Regions from separate parts of the Mus musculus genome. Here regions 1 and 2 are each linked to region 3. A link is a contact called in public Hi-C data. All regions are on one chromosome and are shown on one strand. Each heading gives the region's core, a stretch centred on a gene start, on an enhancer-like site or on the middle of the called end of the contact. The rest is flanking DNA. Distances are from core to core; before and after follow the strand shown.

Region 1 (2,700 bases), core at 102-2,601, 230 kb before region 3:
CAGCAGGATCTCTTGCTGGTTTACTTTTTCTATTCATGTTTCAGTTCTCAGGGTGAATAGATACAGAATTCCCTAACTTAAAATCCTGTTATATATTTTTAGAAAAAAAAAGTCAGGGACATTTAATATACAGACCAAGTTTAGTAGGGAAATATTAGTTCTATCAATATCTGAAGGATTTCCCAGTAGAGAGATTAATGTGTTCTGACAACAAAGCCCTATGGTGGAGGCTGTAGGAAAATGCTAACTAATAGAAAAGAATATTGCAACCATTTAACTATGTAATAAGAACTGCTTTGGGAGGAAATGATAGGAGTGTTCAAGCAAAGAGTGAGTAATAAACCACAGGAGATTGAACCACACAGGCTTGTGCATCAGAAAAGAGTTAGACCAAGTGACCTAGATCTGTGATGATCCTACGTCTCCTAACAGGTTGATCTTAGAATCCCAGGATAATTTGAAATATATACTGAAGTTGAGAGAGACTTTGATAATTACCTGCCTGGTATATTTTACACAGTAATTTATATATGAATTGTCAGTCATCCTTATCACAGGATGATTGAGAAATTCCAGGTGACTTCATTTACGACACACATTTGCAAGGTGCTTACTATGTGGCATGTATTTTGTATCTAAGTTTTAAAGGACAGTGATGCTCAGGATACAGTTGCTGCCCTCTGGAGCATGCGCTGTGCTCAAGGGTAAGGATAAGGCTGAAGACTGAAGAAAAGGAGGATTGTGAGAAAGGCAGATGTGTGGCAAAGCACTCCAACTTCTCTCTTGCCTTTTCCTCTAGGGAACCTTTTTAAGTCTTCTTTAAGTTTCCCTAAGACACTTGGCAGGACCTCTAGGACCAGATTAGAGAGGAAGCTGGGATGGGATGGAATCTTTGCTCCCTAGAATGTGAGCAGTGGATTTCTTCTACCAGTTGCTTCTCTCATGCAAGAAGTATGTGCATGTGTTTGTGTATGTGTGTGTGTGTGTGGGGGGATAAGACCACTTTACAAAATAGATGTTAAATAAATATACAATAAAAATATAGATCAGATTATGAATAGTCGTTATGAAACCCTGCTCTATATTACCTAGGAGAAAAGGGACATAAAATCATCTTTCTGAGTCAGGTGTTTATGAATTTCCAAAGACCAGACTGCATATTTCTCTAAACCCCCAGTATTTCTACCGCAAAACAGATTCTTGGAAGTGAAACAGGCCTGTTAAAAACTCTTTTTTATGCAATGAAGGATGTAAGGAAATTGGAGAAAGTTCAAAGAAGAAGAACACGAATGATTAAGGGGCTGAGAGCATGATTTATGTTGAATGATTAAAAGGATTAAAATGCAGATCTTGGCCAGTGCTACAGACTCAGCTATAAAAGAAAACTCAAAATTAAGTGCCAAAGCTCCTAGCTCCCATGAAAAATACAAATTTGCATATAATTTGGCACATATTTCTACTCAGAGTTCAGCAGACCCTTACTGAGGCAATGTACACAGTGCCAAAACCACTAGTCGATTTGGTCAGTTGAAAGTGCAGTCTGATGATATCAGGAAAAACTTGCCATTTGATGGATTGAGGAGACAGGGGAACTCCACTGTTCCCACCCAGGACCATCATGTGCAAAGAAGACAAAACAAAGTAACCTATCACAATGTACCCAAGTATCACAGAGCAAAATCTCCCCTAAAGTAAATAGCTGGAGTGTGCAGACCCATGGGACCAGAACAGCCACTTGGGTCTGGATTATTGTCTTCATGAGGAAATTTTAGCCAAAAGCTGACTGATCTTCTTGTCTCTCAAATGAAGCCTGTGATTCAGCAATGAGGAAAGGAGGCATGTGTGGAACCGGCTCTTCTCAGAACTGCCTATCTCCCAAGAAGGGAGAAAGGAGATGGGTCAAAGGAAGCTGTGTAGACACATGTAAGGAGAAAGCCAACTGATAGCGTTTAGAATTATAAAAACACATTTTAGTGAAAATTTTATTTTTCTTAAATATAGCTTTCTGTGGCTATCAGTTTTCCTTCACTTGTATTGTCTGGGTAATTTTCTTGTTTTCAAGGGAGGAAAACTAAAACATAAATAGAGGAATCATTATGGTAAATGCTGTTAAGGCGCCACAGCTTGCCTTGGCACTTAACTCAGTCTGAATAGTTTAGGCTTAGAGCCTCCAGCTTCCTTTTCAGTGCTTCTTCTTGTTGATGACATACCAGTGTCATATTTTCCACCTTACCCATTTTCTAATGGAAACGTCAGTGATGGTTACATTCAGACTCTTGTACAAGGTTGGTCTTCTAAGTTGCCTCTTGGATAGATAGACTGTACCCATTTCTCTCCTCCACCAGCCCTAATGGTCACTATTTTAAACTGACCTTCCAAACTTTTGCTTCCATTTTTTTTTTCCACTTCTGGGAAGTGAACTGAGGATCTTGAACAAGGTTGACATTGGGGCAACCACTGACCTCTATCTCCAGCCCCACCCCCTCCTCCCCCTCCTCCTCCTCCCCGTCCTCCTCCTCCTCTCTTCCTCCTCCTCCTCCTTCTTCTTCTGTGGGAATGGATTCATTTTTTTCACCTTTCAAACATTTTATGCCCATATTTAAAATGCTCAGCATAAAGATTTAATGTAGAAAATTGTTACTGCCTAAAATTCTAACAAATAAAAAAATTTCTATGCTATACATATATATTCTGCTTCCT
Region 2 (2,700 bases), core at 179-2,678, 200 kb before region 3:
CAATAGAATGACACAAAACCTCCATGTATAACTAGGTCTCAGGGAGTGTTGTTTGTGACTCTGGCAGCTGGGGATTCTTTATGACCTATCATACTACTGCATAGAGACAGTGTCTCTTTCTGCAGCTCTTTGCTATCAGACAGTAGGATACTGAAAAAGCAACTTCGGTATCTGATATGTCCGTGGCTTAAACAGATCCCACTTGCCACCGTCAACACGCACATACGTGTGCATGCACAGGTACACAAGGCAGATAATTTCATACAGCAACCACCCTCCTTGGTTTCAGGATTGGCAGAATTCTAAACATTCTGCTCCATTTTCAAACTTAGTTTCATACTGTATATTCTCATTATATTAAGTGTATAATCGCCACAGAAACACTGTGCTATGGTGGGGGGGGTGTTACAGTTCTTCTTGGCCCTAGTGACCCCCATCCAATTCCTGAGAACTTTCAGTGTCCTCCTGGGAATTTTTTCTGGGTCCTGGTTTCTCCCATCCTGGTGGCTCCATTTGATCCTAGAGAGCAATGGCAGGATTAGGATGGGTGGGGTCAGGATTTTAAAGCAGAGCCCTGGATGTCACTTTGATGTGCATCCTGCTTCTCCATGGCTGTAAATAGACTGAACCTTGGGAAGGTAAAGATTATTAGACCAATGGCTCTCAATTTCCCTAATGCTGTGATCCTTTATTGCAGTTCCTCATGTCGTGGTGACCCCTAACCATAAAATTATTTGCACTGCTACTTCATAACTGTGTTTTTGCTACTGTTATGAATCATAATGTAAATATCTGATATGCAGGATATCTAGTATACAACCCCCGTGAAATGGTCATCTGACCCCCAAAAGGATGACAACTTACAGGTGGGGAACCATTGGATTAGACAGTCCAAGCATTTTTAGTTTTCACTCCATTGTGAATCATAGATGTGATGTTGAACAAGTCATTTAACTCTTAGGCTCAGGTTTCTTCAACTGAAAAAAAAAATGGGGATGCAATTGGTACCAAACTCATGGTATGTTCTAGCACTTTAACACACACAGAACAGGAGCTGGGAAATAGAAGTTATAAACCCAGGGCCTTCTTTTAATATCACCACTATAATCCATTAGCTACTATTAGTACAAAGGGTCCTAAATTTGCAGGGACACACAAAGACACGCACAGAGACACACAGACACACAACCTCTTCAAGGGTTCTGCTAAACACAGGGAAGGCATGCCGAGGGTGAGAGGCCAACTTTAACAAAGGCAAACCTTTTGTCTGCAACTTCAGGGTAATGAGAGTTGTGCAAACCCTGTTGGTTGGCATGGAGCTGATCCAGCAGAGCTTGCATCCTGAGATCTCTCTTCTGTTTGCCTCTGCTTACACCCATCCCCCACCCCACCAACTTGCTAGCCTCATTCTTTTCTCTGACTCAGCCAGCAGGCATCTTAAAAACCAACACAGGAAAATCCACTGCCAAACATCTCAGCACCCAAGCGTCTTAGCATTGTCTTACCCTCTGACTCTCCTTGGCACAATGTTCTTCCCGGTGAATTGTGGGTATTTATTAATGTACCCCCGTACCCACACTTTCCTTCTCCACAACCAACTCCATAACAAATTGTGGCATTTGTGTTACAACTTAGTTTGGAATCTGAGCCCTGAGTTTTACCCCCAAATGTATGTGTTTCTAAATATTGACTTATAATTCTATTTGAGTCCAAATGGCATGTTCGAATATTCCCTGTCTATTCAGATTATTGGTGACTGAACAATTAAGTGTTTTCCAGGTGGTTTCACTTAAACTCCAACCTCTTTCTCTAACCCTTACTAGTGTTTTATTAAGAGATCAGCCAATTTGTGTTTGGTTGCAGCCCAGGAGTGGGGGTGGGGGTGCGGGTGTCTTATGGCGATTAGATAGAGGCCAGCTTGCTTTCAGAAAATGCAATCTTAAGATAGGGGGGCCATGCTGACTTCCTGTCTTCGACACAACTAGTCTGCCTTATCTAGCTCCATGAAGGACAGTAGCTTAGAAAATAGGCCTGTAAAAATGGAATCTATCTTCCTTGACATTTGCCAAGCTCAAAGGAACATTGTTGATTTAAATAAAAGAAACACCAACCAACCAACCAACCCCACTATCCAGATAGTGACAGAGTAATGAACGGTGTCATTAAATTGAAAACCTAGAGCAAAAATAGGAAAAGGAATGAGGAAGATGCTAGGCACAGGAGAAGGAAGGCAGTTCTCCATCAACAGTGGCTGCCAAGAACAAGCTGGGTCCTCAGTGGCTCTCTATGGAGTGTCTAAGATGTCACAGAGTCAGCAAGACAGTGATCAGTGTGATCCTTTTTTCCTGAAAAATTTTATTTATTTTTATTTTTAAAATTATTTTTTTTACACTCCATATTCCATTCCTCGCCCCCTGCCCCAATCCACCCTCTGACTGCTCCACATCCCACACCTCTTCCCCACCCCTGTGTCCACCTGGATGCCCCATCCCCCCACCCCTCCACCCCACTTGACCTCTAAACTCCCTGGGGCCTCCAGTCTCTTGAGGGTTAGGTGCATCATCTCTGAATGAACACAGATCCAGAAGTCCTCTACTGTATGTGTGTTGGGGGTCTCATATCAGCTGGTGTATGCTGTCCGTTTGGTGGTCCAGTGTTTGAGAGATCTCGAGGACCCAGATTAGTTGAGACTGCTGGTCC
Region 3 (2,700 bases), core at 31-2,530:
TGGCTAACAAATTCTCCACCTGTGATAAAAGCTTCACTTGACATTTTATGGTGACATGCCACTGAAGGACTTAAAGCGGACACCATAGAGTTTCCAACTAGCTTTCTCTAGAGGCTGCTACACATTTCCAAGTTAAAGAGTAGCTGTGGCGAAGACACAGATTTTTATCTGTAAAGTTTTCCTTTTTACCTAAAACTCCCATCTTACAGTGTTGGTCCAAAGGTATTTCTAACATTGAAGAAGACAGAGACTAAGTTAATCTCCATAGATAGTTTTCATGCAGAAAGGACTCCCTTCAGTCTTTCCTCGTGTTTATATTCAGCCAATTACCACAAACGAAATAAATTTTACTTTAAGAAAAATAATCCATCTATTTCTAGAGCATTGGATGATTTTTTTAAACAGTGCATGAGATTCCATTTTCAATATCAATTGGATAAATTTAACTGATCTTTGGAATTTCTTTGAACAGAAAATGACGCAAAAGCCCAGCTCTTAGATCTAAGCATCCTCATGTGTGAAAATCCAGGTAAAGTGTGCCAGGTCCCACCAAAGCCCACCAAGCTTAGAGTCGACCTGGCTGTGTTGTCAGCGAATGATCCTTTTGTGAGAAGACACACAATGGTGTCAAATCACAGAATCACAAGAACAGCCCCTCAGTCTGCCCTCAGCTCAGTCAGGAAAAGTGTGGAAAACTAAATTTTAAAATAATAACAATAAACAGGATTTTAGACCCAGAGTGTTCACTTTTCCAACTCTTCAAATTTCTGAAGTCATTCTTTGTTCTCTCCAAGCTACCTGCAAACCTGTTCTCAAAGACAAGATTTGTCACTTGTTAGAAAAGATGTTATTTGATAGCACATACTTTGCTGGGCTGGGTTATTTTAAAAAAATATATAATAATTCCATTGTATGCTATCCTTATCAGCACAGGAGAGACTCTTTTCTTACAGCAAGTACTTCTGTGTTTGAAATGTTAGAACTGCTAAGTACACCCTTAATGCTTCAAGCTACCAGATGCTAGAGCCTGCCTTACCTGCCCAGGCATGTTGTCTGAATTGAGGTCACAGTTTGGCAAATAACATTCCACACATTTTTTCTCTCCTACTGAATTAAAAGGGGCAGCTTGAGTTTCTCTGAATGCCATTGGTTAAGAAGTCTGACTCAGACACCTAGAGAGCTCTCCAGAGCCAGAATGGAGTGACTCGCTACTCACATGACTGGTGGGAGGTAGAAAGCCATCTCTCCTACCATTCTGTACCCTGGCCACGTTAGCCAGCATGAGTCAACTCTTGAAACCTGAAGGTGAATGTTCTACTTGACCTTTGATTTGGGGAGAGTGGCATGACTTCAAATGCTGTCTGTTTATTAATTAACAGAGAGGACTGAATTCCACAATCTGGGAAGTAACATTTGAAACTTTTTTTTTTAATTCACTTTACATCCTGATCACTGCCCACCTCTGGTCAGCCCCTTCCACAATCCTTCCACCATCCCCTTCCCCTCTAAGTGAATACTGCACCCACCCCCCACCCCCGTAACCCCCTACCCCGGGCACTTTGAGTCTCTGCAGGGCTAGACACAATCTCTCTCACTGTACCTAGACAAGACAGCCTAGCTAGTAGAACATATCCCACCCGCCGACAGGCAACAGCTTTTGGGAGAGCCCCTGCTCCAGTTGCTACACATGTGCAAGAAGGCCTAGGTCCAGCCTATGTATCCTCTCTGGTTAGTAGTTCAGTCCCTGGGAACCCTAAAGGTCTAGGTTAGTTGACTGTTAGTCTTCCTGTGAGTACCCCTTGGGGCCCACAGTCCTTTCTACTTGAAACCAAAACTTTAACAGAGTAAAACTTTCCTAATTCTCTTATATAGCCTGACTTGTTTGAGTTTTTCTTTACTTTGGATGAGATTAAGATATGTTATGGCTTGAGGTTTTGGTTTTTTTTCTTCTTCTTTCCCAAGACTTACTGGCCATTTGAAAGTAATTTTTTTTTCTTTATCAGACACATATTTAGAAAAATCATTAAATAATTACTAATGGAAAGTCTATTTCACACTTGTGAAGCGATTCCTTTGAAAGCTATTGTGCTGTAAATCATTTCAAATCTGTGATAACCAGAATCTAAAAAGAATGACTATGTGAGGTGCTCACCTAGGTACCGTCTTTCTCAAGAAAATAAATAAAGGATAATATCATTCTTTCATATACAGATGTTTGACTTACATGGAAGATTCTCCTATTAAGACTATTATGAGCTCAACGATGCAGGTAACACTTCAACCATGCATTCTTAGGAAAGCAACACAATTCATGGTGGAATATTGATAGCTTACCCTCAGGATGGCATGGCTGACTGTAGCTCACTGCTGTTGCCCAAGACAAGGGTATCAAAGAATATATTACAAGCCCAGGAAAAGGTCAAAATTCAAAGTATAATTTCCCTGAACGACTAATCCCTTTAGCATGACCATAAAGCACAAAACTTTAAGTTGAACCATATGTTGAACCATTAATACCATAGGAATGAGCAAAACTGAAGGAAATAGGAAGAGAAATGTTAGGATAAATTATGTTATTGGAAGGAAAATAGAACTGGTTGAAAACTGTTGAAGGTGGGTAAACACGGCCCTCATGAAAGCATCAGCATGTCTGGGGTCCAAGATGAGTTAGTTTATGTCATAAGAATCAAAAGCAAATGA

What was found. Hi-C and Micro-C count contacts between places; a contact is called where the count stands out from the background.
Region 1: a contact with region 3 is called in a Hi-C map of embryonic fibroblasts, with 2.8 times the contacts expected there. The contact joins two enhancer-like sites. A contact is called at or near these places in 2 of 484 Hi-C or Micro-C datasets (embryonic fibroblasts and uterus) and 2 of 115 datasets of contacts at active chromatin or transcription factors (kidney and trophoblast stem cells).
Region 2: a Hi-C map of pancreatic cancer cells shows a contact between it and region 3, with 2.8 times the contacts expected there. The contact joins two enhancer-like sites. A contact is called at or near these places in 7 of 484 Hi-C or Micro-C datasets (the HL-1 cell line, Sertoli cells, adipose-derived mesenchymal stem cells and 4 more) and 6 of 115 datasets of contacts at active chromatin or transcription factors (the NIH/3T3 cell line, embryonic stem cells, epiblast stem cells and 3 more).

Annotation. Positions count from the first base shown.
Region 1 is chr8:31,748,877-31,751,576 of GRCm38.p6, reverse strand. No RefSeq gene overlaps it. Among named protein-coding and RNA genes, the nearest start is that of Nrg1, 170 kb to the left of the region's middle. Within about 2 kb of position 1,351, at least 20 of the 459 cell types and tissues checked have an H3K27ac peak or open chromatin away from gene starts, as enhancers often do. A contact at or near this core is called in embryonic fibroblasts, where this site is marked.
Region 2 is chr8:31,719,454-31,722,153 of GRCm38.p6, reverse strand. No RefSeq gene overlaps it. Among named protein-coding and RNA genes, the nearest start is that of Nrg1, 200 kb to the left of the region's middle. Within about 2 kb of position 1,428, at least 55 of the 459 cell types and tissues checked have an H3K27ac peak or open chromatin away from gene starts, as enhancers often do. A contact at or near this core is called in the HL-1 cell line, the NIH/3T3 cell line, embryonic fibroblasts and 1 more, where this site is marked.
Region 3 is chr8:31,519,636-31,522,335 of GRCm38.p6, reverse strand. No RefSeq gene overlaps it. Among named protein-coding and RNA genes, the nearest start is that of 7420700N18Rik, 150 kb to the right of the region's middle. Within about 2 kb of position 1,280, at least 81 of the 459 cell types and tissues checked have an H3K27ac peak or open chromatin away from gene starts, as enhancers often do. A contact at or near this core is called in the HL-1 cell line, the NIH/3T3 cell line, embryonic fibroblasts and 1 more, where this site is marked.